Regions from separate parts of the Mus musculus genome. Here region 2 is linked to region 1. Evidence: chromatin contacts called from public promoter capture Hi-C data. All regions are on one chromosome and are shown on one strand. Each heading gives the region's core, a stretch centred on a gene start, on an enhancer-like site or on the middle of the called end of the contact. The rest is flanking DNA. Distances are from core to core; before and after follow the strand shown. Region 1 holds the start of 1700057H15Rik (RIKEN cDNA 1700057H15 gene). Region 2 overlaps Gm2164 (predicted gene 2164).

Evidence for each region. Promoter capture Hi-C pulls out the DNA fragments that hold promoters and counts their contacts.
Region 2: a contact with region 1 is called in a promoter capture Hi-C map of embryonic stem cells, with 2.5 times the contacts expected there. The contact joins the enhancer-like site here to the promoter of 1700057H15Rik in region 1. A contact is called at or near these places in 3 of 39 promoter capture datasets (the 3T3-L1 cell line, embryonic stem cells and frontonasal cranial neural crest), 2 of 484 Hi-C or Micro-C datasets (embryonic stem cells and nephron progenitors), 1 of 115 datasets of contacts at active chromatin or transcription factors (epiblast stem cells) and 1 of 9 other capture datasets (embryonic stem cells).

Annotation. Positions count from the first base shown.
Region 1 is chr4:124,484,069-124,488,152 of GRCm38.p6, reverse strand. 1700057H15Rik (RIKEN cDNA 1700057H15 gene) reads left to right here and starts at 2,194. Exons shown (of 4, transcript NR_040774.1): 1 at 2,194-2,226.
Region 2 is chr4:124,612,027-124,616,343 of GRCm38.p6, reverse strand. All of the region lies in intron 1 of Gm2164 (predicted gene 2164), which reads left to right. Among named protein-coding and RNA genes, the nearest start is that of Gm2164, 43 kb to the left of the region's middle. Within about 2 kb of position 2,718, at least 17 of the 459 cell types and tissues checked have an H3K27ac peak or open chromatin away from gene starts, as enhancers often do. A contact at or near this core is called in embryonic stem cells, where this site is marked.

The DNA of each region.
Region 1 (4,084 bases), core at 945-3,444:
TGGGGTAAAACAAAACAAGGTTGAATGGGCAGGAGTGAGACCCAGGAGCCCACAGACCCAGGAGTCCAGAGAACCAGGAGTCCACAAACCTAAGTTAGTTTGGTCCGTTCTGATTTGCCAACTGTTCTACTCTCAGCAAGAGCAGGGGTTTTGTTTGTTTGTTTGTTTGTTTGTTGTTGTTGGTTTTGGTTTTTAAACTAGCACCTTGCTTTTCCTCAACCTCTTCTCTCCTTTCATCCAGGGATAGAGAACAGGAGTAAATCCACTCAGGCAGTTTTACAGCAGGACACGACCACACCCACCCCCATTCCCCAGGCCAGAACTTGTAATTCTTGTCCTCTGGGGCTGGTGATACAGCTCAGTAGCTAAGAGCAAATACTGCCCCTGAAGAGGACACAAATTTGGTTCTTATCTTATATTGGGCAGTTCACGACTTGCTGTAACTCCGGCTCCAGGGGATCCCTCTGGGGTCCACAGGCATCTGATTCACATGTGCACAAGCTTTTCCACACATGCACACATGATGTGAAAAGAAAATAACCTCCTGATTCTTGTCATTGGTCCGAAGCCAAAGTGGCCTTGGTTCTGCTTTGGCCCAAGGCTAAGAATGCCAGACAGGTGCTTTGGTTTCTGGTCCGGGTTCTTGTCATTTTTTTTTTCTCCTCCTTTTTACAAACTATAGCTTTCTGCCTGGAAACTTTATGAGGACACAGCAATGAAGAGTCACCCGGACACCTTGTGGAAGGGTGACGCGACCAACTAGCTCATTCTCCAAGCTCACCGTGCCTCCATTCAGCAAAGCCTCACTAACCCTAAGGTGGGGACCCTTGATGGTACCTTACTTCCAGGAGCTTGCGTCTTAACACACAAGCTCCCACCTACAGCTGTATAATAAAACCCTTTATCAATTCACCCTCCTGTTCTAGAATTATACTCTTTGAGACAAGAACACGAAGCCACTGACTCCAGGGAAGCTTGCGTGACCATGAGCTTCTGGCATGCAGAAGCTCAACTGTGTCAGTCCAGCAAAGACTGGAAAACTTCTGCCTGACCTAAGGATGCTCAGGCCGTCTCACCAGAGCTCCAGACCTGCTTCTCTCTCTGCTTGTAATATTCTTCCTTTACACAGCTGAGCATCCATCTCTTTCATCTCAAGAGGGATACCTTTAAAAAGGTCCATTCATTTCTGTTTCCACCTGCACAACGCTCTTTCCCTTTGCCTCACTTGCTGTCCTGACAGCCTGTGTTTGGGTTCCGCTGCTTCTTGCCTGTCTCTTCCAAGTAGCGGCCAGAGGCTGCACTTCACAAATCTGAACTGAGTGACCTGTGGCTGCCACACAAGCCCCGGGCCCGAACCTGTACTGAGGAGACCAGAGAGTTCTTGAGGTTCCCTTGTGCTCCTCACAGAAGTTCCAGGGCATCAGGCTTCAGGGCCAGTGAGGTTGCCTTAGAACCTGTGGATTTGGGGTGAAGCTGGTCTTCAGAGGCCCCTCAAGGAGCCCTGCTGTTCCTCGCCACCGCCACCATGGGGTTCTGATCATACTCTAGGGCCTTGTCATTGTCATCCACACCCCAGTTTCTCCTTAGGCTAAATGAAGGTTTTCTTTGGGCTTATCGTTGGATTCTTAGATTGCAGCACTACCGCTGATTGAATAGCTTGTATGCTGCTCTGAGCTTGGTGCTTTGTGAGACCAGAGTGGGTCCCATCCTGCATAGAGGCCCTGCACGGGGTAAACGGGTCCCTTACAGGAGTCTTTCCTGATTTCCAAAGCAGCAGCTCCTAGGCTGCCTTACAGCTTCTTCCTGGCACCCAGGGTGTGCCCCAGCTGCCCCAGTGCCCCGGGCTTCTCCTCCTCACCCTGGCACATGGCACCCTCCCCAGCCCAGCTGTCACCACAGGCTCCCGGCTCTTTACCACCTCCCTGCCTGAGGCCCCAGGTCTCAGCAAGACTGGAGCCTGGGCCTCATCCCTGCATGTTGTCCCCGACCCCTGCATCTGGCTCCTTCTCCCCAGTCTCCGGAGCCAGCAGTCCCCTCCCCCCACGCCTGACCTCTGAGCACAGAATCTATTGTCCTCCTCCGTCGCAGCCAACCCCCCAGCCCAACCTGACAGCTCCTCCATTACAGATGCACATTCACAAACAGCTCATTTACATAGAGCACAAGGAAAACCGCTCTGTCCTCAGAAAAAGAGGAGAGGAGGCTCCCACTGCAGAAGACCCTGAGGTGAGGGAGCCTCCTGCCCCTCCCTTCTCCTAGGCATTTCTGAAGGGTGTTTGGGGGTTGGAGGGCAGAGGCCAGAGGGATGGGAGGGCAGAAATCAGGTTGGTGTCTGGGGAGGGAGTGAGGTGCGTGCAGGCACACACTATTTAGTTTTTGTACTTTTTTTTGTTTGTTTTAGAGTAGTTTATTTTCATCTATATAAGCTGTTGTGAATCTTTAGGACTTCTGCCCAGTCCCCAGCTTGCACGGCTACCCACCCCTACACATCCCTCCTACACACACACACACACACACACACACACACACACACACACACAAACACACACACACAGACAGACACACATGCACACACATAAACACACAGTCCTTCATGCACAGACACACACACACGCACACACAGTCACTTGTACACAGACACACAGAGACACAATCACACATCCACAAACACACACACACACACCATCTAGTTTTTATTCCAGGGGACTGCTAGCAGCCATGGAGGCAAAAGGGCAAGATGCACTTTGGGAACGGGGAACCTCAGAGTCAAGAGGCTGAGTAGCTGAATCCCTTTCAGAGCTTAACCCTGGTTGAGCTGCGGAGCGGGACATGTGGACATTTGACAAATGGCTTCATTTCCCATGAAAAGTGAGTGCAACTGTGTCACCTGCCTTGGGTGTTTGGAGGAGGGAGCTGTGAAGAGTATGATGTCATGCGCAGTGCCCGTGCGCGCATGGGAGGACCTGTCAGAGGCAAGCAGCACTGAAGAGTATGATGTCATGCGCAGTGCCCGTGCGCGCATGGGAGGACCTGTCAGAGGCAAGCAGCACTGAAGAGTATGATGTCATGCGCAGTGCCCGTGCGCATGGGAGGACCTGTCGGAGGCAAGCAGCACTGAGGCTTAGGAAGCAGGGAATCTTTGGTAGAGGCTTTGCCCACTGGCCTTCCAGGAGCCCCGGTAACAGCCCAGCCTGGCTGCAAGCAGAGGGGGAGAGGTCACTCTTTCTTGCTCCTTTGTCAGGTGGTGTTCTTTTCTAGAAACGGTCCCTCACCTTCTTGTTCCTCTCTTACATCCTCCCCCCTCCTACCACCAGCTCCACCAAGTGACAGGATGTGGGCAGGCCAGGGACCTTGTAAGGCAGAGTGGTGCTGCACACCCCTGGCGTTATGCTGTGCTCCCACATTTCACATCTGACTTAATCACCCACTTTGTGCTCTCAAGGCAGGCAGGTCCAGCTAAGCCCAGCAAAGTTCTCAGAATCATGTTGTGATCCATTAATGATGTCTGCCATGGGTGAAGCCAGGGGAATGTCAGGACTCATTTGTCCTCTCAGCCTGGCCTGGTGCTGTTGAGAACAGGTGGGAGGGGCACTGAGTTCAGTCTGCTGAATGAGGATGGGCAGGACGCTCTGGGCAAGAGAACTGCATGAGCGTGAGCTATGAAACACCATGGTGGGCAGGCAGATGTTGGGAACTCAAGGCTGGAGGAGGAGCCAGGAGTGGTGGTGCACGCCTTTAATCCTAGCACTTGGGAGGCAGAGGGCAGGCGGATTTCTGAGTTAGAGGCCAGCCTGGTCTACGAAGTGAGTTCCAGGACAGCCAGGGCTACACACAAACAAACAAACAAACAAACAAAACAAAACAAAAAACAACAAACAAAGCAAAACAAACAAAAAAAAAACCAGAAAAAAAACCCAAAAAAACAAACAAAACAGAGAAAAAAGGGGGAGGGGCAATGAGTTAGTACCTGTATCTGTATGGCATCTAGAACGCACAGCCATGTGCACAGTAAGGGACACCATTTCTTCTGTTCTGCTGTATCTTGATGACGAGCCTCTCAGCCAATGCTTCTTGGCCGGCAGGC
Region 2 (4,317 bases), core at 1,469-3,968, 130 kb before region 1:
TGTGCCAGCCCCTTGGAAGATGGTTAGAGGAAACACCCTGTTAAAGCGGTCATGAATTATAGAAAGGAAGAGGGGGAGAAAGGCCCAGAATATCATATGTGTAAATAAAGTGGAGTGGCGGCCAGACATTAAAGCCAGCTGCCGAACTCTCGCGCCCACAGCGCCCCTTTGCCTGCAGACCCACCTCCTGCCAAGTACCACAGCTAGTCACTTACCACCCCCGCCTTCAAAGGATTTGTTAATAAGTCAGTGACGGAACATCTAAAGGGGAAAAATATTTCTCTTTATAGTTGGAGATAATTGTCCCAGGAAAAAAAAAAAAACAAAAAAACAAACCTTTAATTACAACTCACATGGAGAAAGCTTGATTTGTGGGCGAAGCCCGAATGCTGAGGAGCTGGGTGTAAAATATTTGTAATATTTAGGGAACCTAGAGTTTTACATAAAAGTAAACAGCATTGCCTGAAGGCACAATTTCCAGCAACACAATAAAATGTGCAGTGAATTTATGGCGGCCATCCATTAGCTCTTACCAAGGCAACGTCGCCCCTATCTGTCGTCCATCATTATAATAGAGGGTTAATGCACCGAATTTACATAAAAAAGTCATATTGTCTGCATGAATTATTTACACTCGAAGCTGTTTTTACAGCTTGGTTTCAAGCTGGATTCTGGGAGAGATTCTGCCAGTAAATTACTCTGTGGAGACCCAGGGTCTATAACCGTGCTCGGCGCTGGCAATGAAAAGAAAGGAAAATGGGCAGGCCCTGGCGGGTCGTTGGTGCCGACGCCTCTCAGGTGGGGGCTGGAGACACAGGGGGAGGCTATAGGAGGCTGTGGGTCCCTACTGCAGATGGGCTTCTGCCTCTAAGCCCAATGTCTTTATGGTCACTCTCCAGCTGCAGGGACACTGGAGGCTTGCTAGTGTTCTTGGAAGCATGGGGATTCTCCTGAGGTGAACGCTCTGCCCTGCCGCGTCTAAGGTCTTTCAGGGATCAGGATCCTGGAGAGGAGAGAATTTGCTGCATTTGTTGGAGTTGGGCCTGTGTCAGCAGCGTAAGCCCTCTACAGCCACTCTGCAGATGGGATGATGGCAGCCTGGAGGGCACTTACACAAGAGTCAGGAAGTAGGACAGGCTCACAACCTTCGCAGGCTGAGGTTGGAGTCGAGTGAGTTCGGCCTGAGCCACACAGTGAGCGTCTGTCTCAAGACAAACAGAACCCAGCAATACTCCTGGGTGGTCAGCTCAGACCTGTGGGGAGGAGGAGGTGTTTTGGGGAGGATAGATGCTTGCCATCTCTATCCTCCTGGTTTCTAGGTCCTTCAGTTAGAAGTTGTTTTCAGTGCTTGGTCTGATGTGAGGTGGACTGTCTGGACCCGGGCTCTCCTGTCCTCTTCTCATTGGGATTTGCAGTATTGTGAACAGCTTGTGTTTTTTTGCAAACTGTGGACTTACAAAGTCCTGGTTGTAGAGGGAAAGAGCTGGGTATTTGTTTGTTCTGTTTTCCAAGACAGGGTTTCACTATGGAGCTCTTGGCTGACCTGGAACTCACTATGTAGACTAGGCTAGCCTCTACCTCTGGAGTGTTGGGATTAGAGGTGCGAGCCATCCTGCGTGGTAAGACCTGCATTTTTAGTTTCATGTCAATGTCAGATGCATAGTTTTGGGAGCTCAGGGTCCTCTTCCTGTTTATTTATTTATTTGTTTATTTGTGTGTGTGAGAGACAGGGACACACACACACACACACACACACACACACACACAGAGAGAGAGAGAGAGAGAGAGAGAGAGAGAGAGAGAGAGAGAGAGAGACTAGGTACCTAGGTAGCCCTGTCTGGCTTGAAACTTGCTATGTAGATCAAGCTGACCTCTAACTCACAGAGATCTGTTTTCTGGAGTGTGAGGAATGTCAACTCTCCTGTTCCCAGCCTGCCCCAAAGGAAGGAAAAGTGAGAGGCTCTAGTGGTGTCAAATGCCTTGGGAAGCTTGGGGTGTGGCTTAAGCTAGGTCCTAGGAGACAATGGGCTCTCCAGAGGGAAAAGTTGAGATCAGGGGAAACAGGCACTTAGAAGGAGTGTAAGAAGGAGAAATGGAGAGATGAAGGCAGACAGTCCCACAAGAGGCAGCAGAATCCCCGGAGCTAGGATAGGACAGGGGGCAAAAGGCAATCAACCAGAGACTGAGACTGAGGGGAGGGGAGAGGAGGGGAGGGGGGAAGAGTGGGGAGGAGAGGGGAGGGGAGGAAAGGGGAGGGGAGGGGAGGGGGAAGAGAAGAGAGGAGAGGGGAGGACAGGGAAGGAGAGGAGAGGAGAGGAAAGGAGAGAGGAGGGGAGGGGAGGGGGAATAGTGGGGAGGGGAGAGGAAGAGAGGGGAGGGGAGGAGGGGAAGGGAAGAGATAGGAGGTGAGGACAAGGAAGGAGAGGAAAGGAGAGGGGAGGGGAGAAGAGAGAGGAGGGGAGGAAAGGGGACTGTCTTTGGGAAGGAGACTCAAACTGTCTGGGGCTCTGGGACTGTTGTGTCCGGCATGGGACCACATGAGACTACATGGGACCACACTTCCCAGGACAGAAAAGTTGAGCCAGCCAGCACAGGTGCTGCCTACATCCTGGTACCGCCTTCATCCAGTTCCCTGGACCTGCTCCCTGCATCCAGTCTAAAAAGTGTGGGACTGCGCTCCAGAGGCCTGGGCCCTGCCCCCCAGCTCCCTAGCACCTGGGTTGGGCATTTGCTTGTTGTAGCTGTCACTGCCCTTGGGTCTCCCTCTCCTAGAGCAGCCACAGTGGGTCCCAGGGGTCTGGAGACAACAAATGACTCCCTGCTGATGGGCTCGCTGCCTCCTGCCCGCCAACCCATTCTGCCATTCTGCTATGCACAGGCAGGTAATCATGCAAGGCCAGGGAACCTCTCCCTGCCCGTGGGGGTGTGATTTAAACCTGAACTCAGCTTCACTTCCTCTCATCCCCTGGGAAGCAAGATTTATTCTCTGAGTTGCTGGAAGCCTGCGTGTACACACACACACACACACACACACACACACACACACACACACCAAGGTAGATGCTCACGTGTTGCAGATTCCTCACTGATGCTGGCTTGTGTGTGAATACTTCTGTACAAATGTGCCCACTCCTTTCCAATCCACACGCGTGCCAGTTTTACCCGTGATGCATGTAGATGCAGATGTAGCTCCTGACCACAGGCTAAGGGAAGAGGGAAGCCAATGGTTGATTAAAACAGCCAGGGATAGAGTGGGATGGGAGAGGGATGGAGGACACTGCACTTGTCAGAGACCCTTCACATTTCATCTGTCCTGTAGCATGAAGGACATGGAGATTGGTCTCTTGCTTGAATATGTGTTCCTGTGTGTGAGCTTCTTTCTATTATTGGTTTGTTTCTGTGTGTGTCACAGCGTGCAAGTGGAGTCCAGAAAATAATTTGTGAAGGTTGGTTCTCTCCTTTCACTGTGTGTGCCTCGGCAGCCTTGGCAGCAAGCACCTTCATCCATTTTGTGGGTCCTAAATCTCTTTTTAAAATATAACTTTTTTTGTTTTACTTTTTTTTTTTAGATTTATTATTATATGTAAGTACACTATAGCTGTCTTCAGATGCACCAGAAGAGAGCATCAGATCTCATTACGGGTGGTTGTGAGCTACCATGTGGTTGCTGGGATTTGAACTCAGGACCTTCAGAAGAGCAGTCACTGCTCTTACCCGCGGAGCCATCTCGCCATCCCCTAGTTTTACTTTCTTTTTTCTTTTTTTTTTTTCTTTTTTCCGTTTTTTCCAAGACAGGGTTTCTCTGTGCCTGGCTGCCCTGGAACTCACTCTATAGACCAGGCTGTCCTCGAACTCAGAAGTCTGCCTGCCTCTGCCTCCCAAGTGCTGGGATTGAAGGCATACACCACCACTGCCTGGCAAATGTGTAGCCCAGGCTGGCCTCAAACTCGTGATCCTCCTGCCTCAGCAAATCCTATGCCACCACAACCGGCTTGTTTTGTCTTTTTGTTTTTCCTCCCCATACCACATGTCCCCTCATCCCCCAAAGACAGGGTTTCTCTGTGTAGCCCAGGCTGTCCTGGAACTTGCTCTGTAAACCAGGCTGGCTTTGAACTCAGAGTTCCTCCTGCCTCTGACTCCTGAGTGCTGGGATTAAAGATATGGACCAACACACCTGGCACTTATTTTTAACCCCCCTCCCCCATGTGTGTGGGTGTACCTGTGTTTGTATAAGACATGGTGTAGAGGTCAAAGGACAATCTTTCTTTCCTTCTACTGTGTGGTTCCCAGGGATGGATCTCAGCCTGTCAGGTTTGG